2 separate regions of the Dromaius novaehollandiae genome follow, and region 2 is linked to region 1. A link is a contact called in public Hi-C data. All regions are on one chromosome and are shown on one strand. Each heading gives the region's core, a stretch centred on a gene start, on an enhancer-like site or on the middle of the called end of the contact. The rest is flanking DNA. Distances are from core to core; before and after follow the strand shown. Region 1 has its middle 19 kb from the start of WNT7B. Region 2 has its middle 150 kb from the start of WNT7B.

The links. A called contact is a pair of places that touch in the nucleus more often than the background predicts.
Region 2: a contact with region 1 is called in a Hi-C map of brain, with 5 times the contacts expected there. The contact joins two enhancer-like sites. A contact is called at or near these places in 2 of 4 Hi-C or Micro-C datasets (brain and ovary).

Annotation. Positions count from the first base shown.
Region 1 is chr1:75,456,400-75,464,126 of bDroNov1.hap1, forward strand. No RefSeq gene overlaps it. Among named protein-coding and RNA genes, the nearest start is that of WNT7B, 19 kb to the left of the region's middle. Within about 2 kb of position 4,987, at least 1 of the 2 cell types and tissues checked has open chromatin away from gene starts, as enhancers often do.
Region 2 is chr1:75,584,422-75,592,148 of bDroNov1.hap1, forward strand. No RefSeq gene overlaps it. Among named protein-coding and RNA genes, the nearest start is that of WNT7B, 150 kb to the left of the region's middle. Within about 2 kb of position 4,945, at least 1 of the 2 cell types and tissues checked has open chromatin away from gene starts, as enhancers often do.

The sequences.
Region 1 (7,727 bases), core at 3,737-6,236:
AGAATTCTCATGGCATAAGACATATCCAGCTGTGTAAATCTCACATACTCTTTTAAAGGAGCTCACTTGTATTTCTTCTGATAGGTCTACAACTCTCCACTTCTCTTCCTCCAGTTGTCACTGTTTTTACCATTCTCTCCGTGTGTTCTGCATCTGGGTTTACAAGATGCTACTGACCACACCACCCAAATTTATTATCCTCTATTTGGATTCCAGCTAAACCACAAGACCAAATATCCTGTTGGTCTCTTGCTAATTTTTGCCTCTCATTTTTTTCTTTTATGTGATTCTCAATCTCACAAGAACCAGGCCATCTCTTTGTGTATCTCTAACTCTGTGGTGCTATACCAATGTGACCGAAGGTCAGGTTTACTCCTTGGACTCCTCAAGTTCTTCTGCTGATACCAGCAGTACTTCTTCCACAGACTTCCTCATTCTCCCACTATTGTTTTATGTTACAGAAGAATATTATTCTAATCCAGTTAATTAATCCAATTAATTAATCTAATCTAGTCTAATCTTTTTTCAACCCATCTAATATAGCCTAAAAGTGGATTAGCCAGCAGACACTGGTAGACTGCACATCCATCAGTTGACTGCTACAACCCCCCTTGATAATTAAATCCAGGGAAGGATCCAGAAAGGGAAGGAACAATTCATTTGTCTCCTGCTTCTCCATCTGTTGCTGTTCACTCCATACAATTGAAGATCAGCTCCTTGGCCTTTCTTCCAGCCGCCCAAAGCTGGAAGTGGCTTCCAGCCCTAGGGAAGGAGAAACAATGCATATAGAGAAAATGAAGGCAACATGAGGAAGAAGAAGCAATGTCTGATCTCCCCCTTCTCTCCCCTCCCTAGGCAGGAAGTTTCTTTAGAAGTCACACCAATATTACGTATCTACACGGGATTTACACCATGGTGGCTATGTTGATTTAACTGCAGCACAGCATCCAGCTTTACAGCTTGCAAGTCTTAAGTGTGTGCATTCTCTAAATCTCCTGTAAACTGTTCTAAAAGCACAACAGTATATGATACCTTATCATTATAGTGAAGCAAAAAGAATGAAATGTTGATTTTTTGATAATTTGTGTGTATTTTTTAACATTTCATCATGTTTTCACAAACAAAGGGTTGAGTCAGACTTTTTTTTAGTGGGCTTAATCTCCCTCTTCCTCTCTCTCCCCTTCCTTTCCTATCTCAAGAAAATGTCAGCAGAAGATGCAAGTGTACAGGTTCTCTAGTGGTGATTTCTTTTAGTCATGTTCATTTTCTGAGCAGTTTTCCCTAGACTGCAGAAGTTATCTTTAGAACAAAGAATAAGCTTGGCCTTATATGTTCTGTTCATAACAGGATGTCTTTGAAGTTCTTCCTAAGGAAAATCTCCATATTATAAGCTGGCTAAAAACTACTAACCAGAAACTGGTTAATATTAAAATCGCTTTTTCTACGCTTTTGAGAAGTTATGTCTGCCCAGGCCCCTAATAAACCTTTATTATTAATTGCTTTACAATGTTCATCTAACTGAATTTGATTAAGTGTAGAAAATACTTAGACCTTTTCCGTGCTGTACCAGTGCCCTCTGTGCTGTCTTTTCCTTTTATTATTGTCAGAATTGACACACTGTAAATGCTGCTTAATTATCAGTCTTGTCAGTGTGTTAAGATAATAAAACCTCAATTAAAATAGGAGGCCCGTTATCCTTTTAGATATCTGCCAGGACTAGTCGGTATGGGAAAGGTGGTTTGGGGGTTTTTGTTTGTTTGTTTGTATTTTCGGCTTTAAGGAGTGGCTGTTGTGGGAGACTTGAGGAAGCTACTTTGGTAGAAAGGAGCTAAAAGATTTTCCTAGTTGCTGTGTGTGCAATGAGACGCATGTTGATGGAGTATATTTTTGTTAGACTGAAATAAAATAGCTTTTTTAATGGCCTGGACCACTCCCTATTGTCTGGAGGGTGTCTTTAACAATTGGAATGGTACTAAAATTCAGTGGGGGAAGGAAAATGAAGGATTCACTAAGCCTCCAAAGAACTCACACTACTAATTTCATAGGTCTCTCTAACTCTTAACATCTTAAAATATTCCTTTGGTATTTAAAAAAGTGACTTACTTCTCCTTGGACCACTAATAAAGTAACATTACTCCTTACTCTTCAGATCCAGTTCCTCTGACTGTGACACAACAATTCCCTTTTCCTACAACAAAAAGGCATTCTTTTATAGTATGGTTTTATTTCCTTAACTTATTGGAGGGACTGATGATTAAGCTGTATTCAAAATATGTCAATTCATACATGCTGATTTTATAACTTATCATATCTTAAAGCCAGAAACACTGAAGTAATTGACAGCTTGCAAGTGACACAGGCAACCATCAAAACATGTAATAAAAACTTGTCCATCTTTTCACACAAGATGGCGCTGCAGATTACTCCAAGTAAGAGTTTTGGGAAGCTGTGCAATACATACTGGAAGTTGTCAGGTTTCCACCACTTACTGTTTTAATTCTTACTATTTGAAGGGACTTAAGCTGTGCTCTCCATTAAAACATATTAGTCTGAGGATTGTGAGAAAGCCATTTTTAATGAAGTATTGTTCTACTGGAATAAGTCATACTATAGACAAAGTGAAACTTCTGTATCTGGAAACTACACTAGTGTAACTAGTGTAAGTAAGGGATTGCCAATCGAAGGATATGATTATGATTACAACTGCAAAACTTTAAAATGTAAATGGTTCCTACTGTTGGTATTATTATGATGTAGTCCTTCTCACAGCATTGTTTATTGAATGATACAGTGCAGCATTTATGCACAGAAGTGAGCTTCCCCATTTAAAAATCTCCCACTGCTAGACTTGTGTGCTTTGGCACTTAAACTGAGATTTTTAACGCCATTTCAGTGTCTGAGTGCCAGTGAAGTAAGAGGGAACAGGGCAGCAAAATAAAGTGCTACGGTGCTGTGCAATAAATGTAATTCCTTTTTGGAGGAGATAGATTCTGAAAGTACTGGATGGCATCCAAAGACAGAGGTCAGCTCAGCTTTAAAAATATTTGGAATTAAGGGTCTTCCTCCTAATTTTTCCCAGTCTAAAAGAGGGCTGACCTTCCAGCATTTTTCATGGCATAAGATGTGGTACACATTTTTGTACACATTATTGCAAAAAGAAGTGAATAATGAATATCATATCCTGACTGAGGTTGTTACTATCTCTTGTGGAGAAGTGTTCTTCTAACTGACCATACTGAAGTTGTGTTCTGTAGTTTATGAAGGGTGCAAATTCATACACACCCCTTTCTACTTTTCTGTAATTCCAAAACAATACTGTCTTTAAAATACTATTTACTGAGCCTGTGCATATGGAAGTTTTAGGAATAATATATATAGTATCAGATAATCCTTGCTTTTTAAGAGTAAACTTGGAATAAAACCCTGATTACCTGCACAATTAATGTTTGTCCACAGCAATTTGCATGCCTGAATAGTTTAAAAATTAGGGCCTAAAAATGAAAACCGAGTAAAGCCTTCATTTTTGTACTTGAAAAGATTCCGCAGAAATCATGGTAGTTCACAGCACATAAATAATTCAAGCCAAGTTTCCTCATTTTTTTCCTTGATGAAATCCGCTTAGTACTTCCTAATTAAATGAAAGTATTTTATAAGCCAACATTTTGTGACATCACAAGAATATTTTAAATCACGGATTAGACAGGCTGAATTTACATTTTTTTTGTTATTTGCAATCCAATATTCACAGCCCTTTCAAAGGAACTATGAACAATCAATAAAGATTTAATGACGTGGCTACATGTTTTTAAACAGAATATAAAATTCTACGCTGATTTTTCACATCAGCTCAGTTTGGCTTTAGCCAGAAATTCGGCATTTTTGTCTTAAAATGCCCAGGTGGTAAATAACAGAAGGGAAAAGGCCAACCTGCTTCCATCTGGAGAAAAAATCACAGAAACAGCGGGGGAGGGGGGGGGAGCACTGACACTGCAGGCGATCGAATCAGCGTTAAAAGATGTGTATTTCTTCCCCTAAACCATAATGCGTTTTTTAAAGGTCGTTTTCCCCTCCGCCTGCCTGCCCGGCGCCCCGGTCGGACGGACCCAGGCAAAGGCAGCGCGGCAGGACTCCCTTGACAGATGCCTCCCCTGCGCGGCCCGCGGAGCCCGGCCCGACCCACGGCCCCGAGCGGCCGGGGCAGCGGCGGGGGGAGCGGCGGGGGGCGCGGCGGGGGGCGGCGGCGCGGCGCCCGCGGCGCCCGGCAGAGGGCGCCCCGCGCCCGCCGCACGTTGCTCGAGCCTGTCAGTCACCGCGCAGAGAATATTCTGGAAGCGGCTGTTTACGTTGCCCGTCCGAGACAGCGTTTAACCGTTTCGTCAGGGGCTTAACCGTTTCGGGCCGGCATTAGCGTGCAGCCGGCTTTCCTCCGGCACAGACCCGGTGAAGCGGGGAGGCATCGCCGCCCGTGTGCCCGAGGAAGGGCTCCTGCGGCGGCTTGGGCACCCCCCGCGGGTGATCGCGGGTCACTCAGAGCCAGCCCCAAGCCCCGTCCCCCCCCCCCCCCCCCCCCGTGCGGCGACACCGTTGCGTGGCTGCACGCGGGTTTCCAGTGCAGACGGACCACACACGGACTGGGGGGCGGGCGAGTTGTTGCTATAACGTTGTGTTTAAGCTCAGCCTGAAAACCAATTGTCAGTGGGAGGGTGTGTGAGTAGCAGGGGAGGCAGGCGAGAGGAGGAGGCTCCATCTCCCCGCTTGGCACGAAGCTGGGATCGCTTCGCTGCCAGCTTGATACCCCACACACACACCTCCCGGTCCTCATCAGGATGGGGAAGAGAAACGGTGGGCGAGGGTGCCCCCACTTTTTCCCTGGCTCCGCCGCTGCTCTCCTCGCTGCCGCGCTGCCCGCCGCCATGCAGCTGCAGGACCTGGCGCAGCTGCCGCTGCCGGGCTCACAGCCGGCCCCCGACCCGCCTTCTCCTCGACTTCCTCCATTTTCTTTCTCCACCCCTCGCTTGCTCGGGGCTTTCCTCGACCCTTTCGGTGCCCTGCCTTCCCCACTCCGTGCGTGTCGGCGAACGCTGCAGCGACGAGGCAGATGGCTCCCGCCGCCGCCCCGGCCGCACGCACACACTGACAGGACCCGGCCGCGCCTAGCCCGCCCTTTTTCTCCGGGGCTGGGAGGGAAGACAGGCAGTGGCATGGAGGGAAGGCGGCGGGGCCCGCCAGGTGGGGGGAAACAGCGAGGCGGGAGTCCCGCTGCCCGCCGCGGGCAGGAAGGGGTGAAATTTCCCCCTCCCCCCGCGCTCATGGGGCCCGAGGCGCTTCGCGCTGCCGTTAGTGCGCGGCGCCCTCCGCCTGACGGACCACCTGCTCGGCGGGAGGGAATGGGGCGGCCGCCGCCAGCGGGCCCAGGGGAGGAGGGCACCTCTTCGGGGGCCAGGGAGACCGAAGAACGGTTGAGCAGTACGGGTATATCTGCACCCCCCCCCCCCCCCCATACACATCGTGGCGATCAAAAGCAGCCCCGGCGCCCAACCACACAAACCCTCCGAGCAGCTAAAAGCGGCAAGAGAGGGAGGCGATCGGAAGAAACAACGCAGACATCTTTATTTTCACTGTCCTCACTTTCTGGCCCTCCCTACCCTCCACCAGGTTAGGTGACAGGCTTACTTTCTTGTTAGGTCTTCTGTCTGGAATAAAGATTTGACCGGGGCGATTTCCTCCTTCCTTGGTTTTCTTTTCTTTTTTTGGGGGGGTGGGGTGGGGTACTTTTCGGCACTATGAAACTCCAGCGCTGGTGCTGACGGCATGCACTGAAGCAGGGTGGAGGAAGCTGTAGGTGCCTTTTTTTGTGCGCTCGTGTGCGCGAAAAGTCCTTGTCGCCCTGTGACAGTTACATCCCATTTCTCTCCTCCTCCTTCGTGGCGACTCGTTGCGATCGAAGTTGCTTGTGGACGTAAGGCGGGTAGCAGAAATCACCCGTGTCCATCGCACCGCGCTCGGAGCCATTTGCCTCGCCGGCGGCGGTTGCGCGGGCGGCCGCCGTGCCGCGGCCCCGCCGCTGCGCAACCTCCGCACCCGCGGCGGGGTGCTGGGTGCCCGACGCGCCCCGCCGCCTGCGCCCCGCTTTCGTTACACGGCGGGGGGCGGGCAAAAAAAACAGGCAGCAAGAAGAAATCGCGTCGCCTTCTTAATAGTCATTAGGCTCCTTCAGAAATTCCAGAATTAATGCTTTCATTGCTATTTGATGTAATCATACCCTCCATTGTTGTTATTATATTCCAGTATGCAAGAAATGCAGAACCGGGGCCTATACGTGCTAGCTGTTTAAAATTGCAAGGATGTCTTCATACTGCTTATGTGAAATGACTCTTTTCTCGTTTCTTACCTCTTTTCGTTTTTTAAATCGTTAATTCCAATAAATTACCCAAGTATGAAAATTCAGAATGCTGCTATCAGCCCTTTATCTCCTATGTAATAAAGCACACAATACTCAGGGGCCCTTGAAGTATATTTTAAAGACAAGCTTGCTGAAATCATATCGATTATTTTAAAGCATGTATATTGCTGCCATGTCGCAATTTTTACGAATTTATTGGTAGAGGAGATGGTGCGTAAATCTCTGAAGCTCTGCATTTTTTACTGTTTTGGAAGAGGTAGCTCGTTACTGGGATTTTTCTCTATCACAATCTAAAACTTTTCCTAGGTTAGGCTGTGCATTTTAATTCTGCCAACCCTGCAGTCATTAGTCATGAAAATAGCTAATAACTAAGGAATGTACCATTATAAAAGAATCTGGAGATATTATGTAAGGAATGGTACAGTCATATTTTATCACTGTAGTTTATCATACGGCTTAGATTCACTGAGGGCTCCCTGTGTTTAAGCCGTTTTACTAAGCACTGTATATATTAGAAATAAAGACAGTGCCTGCCTAGAAAAGCTGCTTCTGTTACTGATTTTGCACTACCCCGGGACTAATTTGTCCCGATATATTTAAAGATGCAGTTTCAATCACAGAAATGTCATTCAAAATACCTCAATCCTCGGTATACCCGTTATTTAAACATTGAACTATTTTAGGACGTTGTAAGAGGCCTAGTACAGAGATACGTGATTCCTGCCTTGTGCAGGAAATCTAAAAGAAACTGCAGACAAAAAGGCGAGTAAAGGTTCATTCCCTCCGTGCTGGGAACGTAGTGGAAGAAAAGAAGAGCAACAGTTCGGGGCAGTAATTACGAACACGTAGTAGTGTGTTGCTGATCTCTGGCCCTAATCTTTTTCTGCTTTTCCCCCTTTTTTTATTTCCTGAGATCGTGACAGAGGTAACGTTTTGCCTTTAGGTCTGTTGTCATTTTTTTAAACTATTTGTGTTACTAGTTTAACAATCAGGGAACAAACTGGCCGGGCCCGATGCGGCGGTTTTGCGCAGCCCAGCCGACACGAGCAGAGGCAGGAGGAGCGGGGAGTGCCGGCTGTTACCCTTCAAAACGGTTCGGGCTGCGCTTTCTTCAGTTCCCGCGGGAGCTTAATTTATTTTACTGCGTTTGAAAGATGCAGGCTAGGCTCAGGACTGCATTTCAGACACATCACAGTTAAACATTTGGGGACTGAGCTTTTATTTATGACCCGCCTTGGAGCAAAAATCTGATCCGTTGCAGAGGCCAGACCCGCACAAAAAGAAATTGTCGATGTCGGAGGGCATTACTTGTTTCCCGGCCCCC
Region 2 (7,727 bases), core at 3,695-6,194, 130 kb after region 1:
AGTCAGCACAGCTGGATATTTTACCTGCTAGGAAGAAAATTATGTCAGATACATGCATGTAAAGCTGGCTAGTATGGCGCATGGAGCTTGCTTTTTTTCTTGTCCTAAACTCAGGTGTAGGCAGTATCCAGGCAGATTTATGTTGCAGTACTGGATTCAGTGTTCAGCCAGCAGATTTTAGGCAAGAAGACCAAGGATGATGTTTCCTTAAGCAAAAGGAAATAGATAGTGTGGCATGTGCACACAGGCACGCATGCACATGAGACAGAGTGCATGCACAGTAACGAAACACTTTGATGAGCTCTCTTCTAATTGCAAGAATAAAGCATACTGTAGTTGCTGTATTTCTTCCTTGGGGTAATATCTCGTGGGATTTCTCTGTGTTGCATGAGATTGCCCTCTGGTAGCATAAGCAGTCCAGTAGATCAGAGGATTGGATATCTTGCCTGTGCTGTCATGTTCTTGAAGAGAACTGTGGCTTGCAAGGTATGATGATATGGGTGGTATCTAATGAGAACCATAGGAGTAAACATGGCTAACCCAAGTATTGCTTTTTTTTTTCTCCTCCTTATCAGCATTATTTTTAATTGATAATAGATTGGGATGGTGAATTTAACAGAAGTAGATACCTGCTTTTTTTAAAGTCATCCATTGCAATTGATTGAACAGCAGCTATGATCAATTTAAAAATCCTTATTCAGTTTTTAATACTCAATATAAGTATTTAATTAAATATTAGCTTATATTTGGTACTAAAAACCAGCATCTCATTTTTTAGCGTATTTCAATGACTGATCTGTCATTAACAAAATACTGTGTAGTGCTGCACACATACCTGCATAGAGATAAGATTCTGAAGCACAGTGGCAGCAGCTAGAGAACTGAATAATGAGGTTATCTTGTGGAAGAGAAAATGGAGACAGTTCTGGTAAGTGTGTGGCACAAAGGAGATCTGCAAACTGAAGCCAGTTTATTTCCTGCCACATCACCTGATATATCAGAATTACAGGTAGTTAATATGCCTGTCACAGTGGAGGTACAGTACTCATTCCAAGTGATACTAGTTTGGTAGCATTGAAGAATTAAATTTTGTAGAAGCTATGAAGCAAACCAAAGTGGAAGATACTTGCTGTACATTTGCTGTTTTTTGAGATGACATAAGTATAAATCTGATACAATTTGTCAACTGTATTATAAAAATTGAAGAATAAATGTCAGCCTTTTAATATTTCATTTTTATCTAGAGACTTTGAAATATCGAAGTTCAAAGATCATGTAAGGAATCTATTTGTGGATACCTCCCTGCCCGGCCCCCCTCCATGCAGTATGTGTATTAGGAGCAATTTTGCAACTATTTGTAACCTGTTAAGTAGTAACTGAGATGCGAACAGAGAATTTCTTAGTCATGTAAATATGCTATTTGTGTGTAAACTGATACAGTTCACAATTTATTTCATATTTCAGGGGAAGAAACAATACATTAGAATTAAATAACTAAAAGTTAAAGCTGAGAGTAAAATAAATATAGAGGTGTATTTGTCCTAGAATGGAGCATTACAAACTAGAATTTCAGAATTAAAGTTATATTTAGGAAAGAGTGCAGTGTGACACAAGTAGCGCATGGTTAATACATCTAAGACTGTGCAACTACTGTATAACTAAATCAGGATATTTACTATCCTGTCTTGGCATAATTCCAATGCCTGGTATGTATTTTGCTGCAAATTATTCATGTATATTCATGTATGAAGTCATAACTTTAAGTCTGTTTTACTTTTTCCCACATTTTGGAATATTCTCCTTTAATTTAACTAAGGTTACAAGTAAACACTAAGCAAAAAATCTGCAAGAGACTGCTGTAGTGATACTCTTGGTGATTTAGTAGACAGCACTGCTATCAAACACTGATGCCCAAGGCTAGAATTTGCAACTAAATCTGCTAATTAGGTTAAGAGCTAAAATACCAGTAGGTGCCTATCTGCATCTTTAGGCACCTAAGTACCTGTAAAATACAGCCCTTAGTCTCTCTTTCCTTCATTTGTAAAATGGCAATTATAATATCTTCTCACTTTGAAAATGTAATATGAAGACAAAAATTGTGAGGTGCCAAAATAGTGCTGTGAAAAGGGGCCAGCAAACCAGACCATCCTTCCTAGATCTCAGTTTCTATTCTGGGTTAAGCCAGGCTGTCTTGCTGACATTTATGGTGTTATAGTAACTGCATTACTGGCAAAGGACCACTCTGTCTTCTTTTTAAACTCAACCCTTAGGGCATATTACTGGGGAGAAAGAAGAAGCCTCAAGATGCTGAGTACGGCTTCTGGAAGAAACGTGCTGTATTTCAGGTTGTTTGTTCTTAAATGGCCAGCATTTCTTCCTGTCTTAAAAGCCACCATTTTTACATGAGTTCAGTGGTGGAAAAAATGTGAATCTAATAATTGTTCCTAAACTAGCTGTTCTTAGAAGAGGTATTGTATTGTGCTGGTTGTCTAAGTGTGGTTTTGCATAGATATTCATTGTGACTTGAAGAGAAAGTGGCAGAGCCCAGCTGATAAAAAATATGGAAGGTGTGTGTGTCTGGCTGTGTGACAAGGCAGGGGAGGTGCCTTGACTTTTTTTTTGTATTTGTCTTTTAGTCTAGGAAGATAGGAATATGTTCTGTAAAGGTAAAAGCACGTGATGTGCTGTCACCAATTCCATGATATGGATTCCAACTATTGCTAACATTGTATTTTTCCTGTCTGTCACGTTACCTTTTCACTGTCAAGAGCTACAGTCTACCTCCCGTGTAATGGGCTGCTTGTGTAGGGAAGCTATAAGGAATATGTGCTTTACATTCTAATCCCATTATGGAATGGCCAAGATCTCTTCCATAGAAACACATGAGCAGGCATGAGAGAAACATGATTTAAAACTAAACTAAATGAACAAATACATGTAAATGCAGTAATAGGTAAGAAAATAACAGTATTCTTAAACGATGTCCAGCAGAATTTATAAATATTTTCCTGGCTGTAGCTCACAGGAGAAGATTGCTTTTATAAAAGAAATACACTTAGACTGCAGATTGTAATAGTAACTGAATAAAAGTAATGGTTTATTTTGAGGAGAAAATGAACCAAAATCTCCTTTGTTACACTGATAATGTAGAAGTACTCTTTTGAAGATAAGATTTGTCTCAGATTAACTTCAGCAGAATTAATCTGCATCTGGGAAGAGAATGTGGACAGTTGTTTTCACTGTAGGAAATAAAATCTCTACTTTTTTCCCTCCAGTCTTGGGGTCTTTACTCAAAGGAAGAAGTTATTTTGATGATATTACATAGGTTTTCGAGACTTAAAAAAATTTAAGATGTTCATTAGGTCAGTGACCATTTTATGTACAGAAGGTCAGTGCAGATTCAGATAACTTTATGGAAGAACTGCTAATTATTTTAATTACAGCAGCATACCGTAACTATTCCGTTCCTGTGTGTTCCTTTACAGATTTGCATGCCTGCAGCTGTATTTTAAAACTTACTTCTGCATATGAATAGCTTGGTTATAAATGGGAATAAGAAAATTACATTCAAGATTTTTTAAAAGTTGACTTTAAACATCTAAGTTCATTTTTTAAAAAGCCTATTAGCAGCACTTCTGCGGTTGAAAGAAGTACCAAGGATTTTTGTGAAGTCGAAACAAAACTCTTAAGTAGGAAAAGGTGCAAAATACCACGTGAAAACATCTCTCGCCAACAAGGCCATGAATGTACATGATGAACCTGAAAGATAAGATAGATTCCTGAGCGACAGGTTCTACCTTTGAAATATGAGACAACAAATTATTTCACTGCTGTATATTGAAACCAATTAGTAAGTATAGCATAGGAAATAAATAAAAAGTGTGTGCAGAAAATACAATCCAGAAGTTATCCAGTAGGTTCATAACTGGAGAGCTTTGGTATAGGGAGAGGTAGACTAAGTAGAATTTTAAAATAAACTATGAGATTATTCCCAAACAGTGATACAAAAGGCAGTGAAAGAGAGTTGGCCTATGATGAAAATAAGAACAACCATTTCTTCATACTGGTTTTGAAGAAATGTTCTAATGTTCTTCCTTGTACATCATTAGTTCATCTAATATGTAGTATTCTATAATAGTAGTTATTTTGTCAGGAAAGTTACCTGGAAACAGAAAATAGATTTTCATTTGGCAGACATAAGTGCAGAGAAGCTCCTAGGTGAAGATATATCTGAATGAAGGGGATTAGTTACCCGAGGAGGACATAAATAAGAACAGACAAAATAAGAAGTACAGAAATTAATTGGTGGTATACAGAAGGTAGACTGGGAGATTCTGTTTTCCCTGTCTGCAATAAAAGGATTATGCAACATTCATAAAACAATAAATTGGTAAAAACAAAATAGATTATATTTTTTTCCTTTTAAACATAGTCTACAGTTAAATTGAAGATATTTTTTAAGCTGTGTTTGCAGAGAGCATTGCTGAAACCAAAAATTAAGTCATGAAAATACCAGTGGTAGATCTTCATTGGTGCACAATGCCATGCCTCCGTGGTCTTCTGCTGAGGGTATGTCTCATAATACTTAAACATGTGGTTACCTAAGAAAACTATATGGGTTGCTTGCCGTATAAAACCTCTCTACTACAGGCCTAATTCAGATTTAAAATCTCAAAGGAATACATTTCTAATGTTAGCAGATTATACAGTGCCTGGATATTGCTTTTTCCTCCAAAGCAGTGAGTGACCAATGTTGGAGGCAGCACTGGAAGAGTAAGGCAATGCCCACAATACCCTTACATGCTGCAGTGCTGAGGCCCACAGCAATTTTCTGCTTAGGACTGCAATATGTCAGCCGGTGGCCAGGTCAGAGGGGCGATCTGGCTTCGTAGCTTGCCTGCACCAGCCTCGCATGCCCCATGGGACAGAGAGCAGTGGCTCACATCTGTTGCTCCGCTTGCAGCCCCGTACCTTGCAGAAAGAGCAGCTGCAGCTGAGCGGAAGCCAGTTCCTATGGGGCGGGGTGAGCCTTTTGAATGCATGTGTGTAATCATGCAGTCCATTTACTCAGGCTGCGAGCTTCTTCCCAGGGTTTGATTCTGGGAGAAGTTTTGCCCTTTTGTTTGTAGTTTTCGCATTCAGCGTTTCACAGCCAGTTCAGCTTTGGCTACTTCAAGTCCTCTAAAAATCACTTGAGCCTAACAATGGCCCTGGCAGGAACCTCTCGGGGCCCAGGTTTTCCCTTGTGGTTCATGCAGTATGAGTCTGACCTATTACACGCCACCTCTAAGTCTGTGTTTGAGCTGGTTTTGTTCTCACTGAACAGGAAACAGAGCTTAACATAAAAATTTCAAGGAAGGTATCAGAATCAGGATCGGAGTCAGCCCTAGTGTAAATGAGTACATCTCCATCAATTTCAGGAGATAAATGCTGGCTCATGGGTTGCTGTCCTCTGGTTTTTGCTATGATCTGTTAAGCATATTTGCTATAATTTCTTTCTTTCTCCCCAGGGAGGATTTTTCCATACATATATACACATATATACATAAATAAAATTAGGATTGATATCTTAAGTATCAAGTGACAGAGTATATCTACCCAGTTCAAGATGTAACTACTTACAGTGTGTTTAAAGATCAGTGGTTATAAAGAATATTACCTGACTGTAATAAAATTATTTTGGAAGATTTACAGGGTGATGTCTGCTGGATGACAGGTCAGTGCAGGGTTGAAGCATTAATTTTAAATATGTGCTTGTGCGTGTGTGTATCCTTAAGGAGAATTAAGGAATTTCCTTTGCAGACAAAAAAAAAAAAAAAAAAAAGAACCCTAACAGGCAATCCATGAAATAATATCCGTTGAACTAGAGAACAGTAATATCTGGTAACTCAGAATGTGCAATTTGACCCTTTCGAGCTTTCACTGCGCTGCTTTTCTGTCAGCAGTACCTTTCTTAACATGGCAAAGTTTGAATGTTTTAAAAAGTCCTTTTCCTCACTCAATTTGCAAAGTATAGCATCACAGAAAGTAGCATTGAAGAGACCCCCAGATGTTATGTTGGCCACTCCTTTGCCCAGAGAGAGGATAAGCTGTACTTCATTCCCAACAGATATCTGTCTAACCTGTTTTTAAAAACCTCTAAGGAGTGAAATCCCACAATCTCCCTGGGCAGTGCTTCACTCTATTCATGCTGTAATTTTTTTTTCCCCCAGAGTAGCCTAAATCTCCCTACATCATTCACTTTATGATGATCTGAAATGTAGTGCTGTTTGCTTTTAGAAAACTGTATGAGCAACTTGGCTGCTAGATAATTGCTCAGAGTTACTTTGGCAGTCTCAGACTTCAATCCTACGATGATAAATTCTTGCCAGTTCTTTGTGATTTTTATGTCTGTCTCATGGTATTTGGTGTTTTTCCCGAAGCTACAGTTACTGAGTCACAGATCTTCACTTTTATTTCAAAAAGAAAAAAACACTACTCTCCCCCCCAGTTGAAGCAAAATATTTGCAAAGGCTTAAAAGTGAGAAGACAAAGGAATTAGCAACTATTTTTTTTCAAGCTTCATTTATAAATTTGGGGGGGGGGGGGGGTTGAATGCTTGTGCTGCTCATTATTAGAAGTTCTGACCCTACACTTAGGTGAAACTCCGTTAACTTGCCTGGGTTCTGTGCAAGTACAGAAGTCAGCCCAGATTACTGAACCTTAAACCTTAGTAATTTATAACTGCAAAGATATGTTTCTGCTGCTTGCAGAGCCAGTATCGATTTGAGTGCTATCTTGTAGTGCCCAAGATTGATGATGGTTAATAAACTGTATTTTATGAAGCTGTGGGAAATGATGTTTGCAATCATAGCACCATAACAGTATCAAACCATGATAAAGGTGTGTAAGTGCTTGTCTAAAAGTGTCGAAGGTTGAAGTGGTTCAGAAAGTTTGGTAAACAGAGAGCTGTACTGTTACATACTCTTACACAATGAAAGAGAAAATACTAAGGGAAAGTGTTCAGAGTGGCAGATCATTCATATCTTTCAAATTCATTTTTAGGAGGAATATGGAAGGCATTTCCCTGCTTTGTCACATTTATACATTTCTTTTAAAATGTGAGTATTACTTCATTTAGTAACATTTACACAAAAATATGTTTTTATGACAAAATAACCTCATATATATGTAAGAAATACTAAATCACAAGGATCTGTGACTTAGAAGTAATGTTTAGGCTTTTATAGATCTGCATTGAACTGCAGCTGCTTGTTTCAGGAGAGTTTTGCAGTTTTTTAGAAAATAAAATTAAAGGGTCAAGGCAAGAAAAATACCAACTGTCCTTCAGTTTGTATATGATTAACACACACCAGATGACTCTTATAGGATGGATTATGAGTTGTAGCTGAACAAATTTAAGTACAAAAGTGGAACTTCTCAAGTTAGCAAAATATTAAATGCCCCCTATAAGTTTGTCTTGGTATCACTGGTAGCTTGTTAGAAAGCTCAAAATAGTTAATTCTGTCGTCTCCCTGCCCTAAACCAAAACACATCTGGTATTTGTTGGCTTTCTGCAAATGATGGCTGGATGTAGTGGCTTTGACTCTGTTTCATTGTGATTAAGCTTGTTAAGATTTTATGTTTTTAGTATCTGTTTTACAACATTTTCATTACTGTGTTTTTTATTAAGGTTCAAGTGGCTTGTGTTTTTATGGTTGCATCTGGTCTGTGTAAACCCTTCTCCA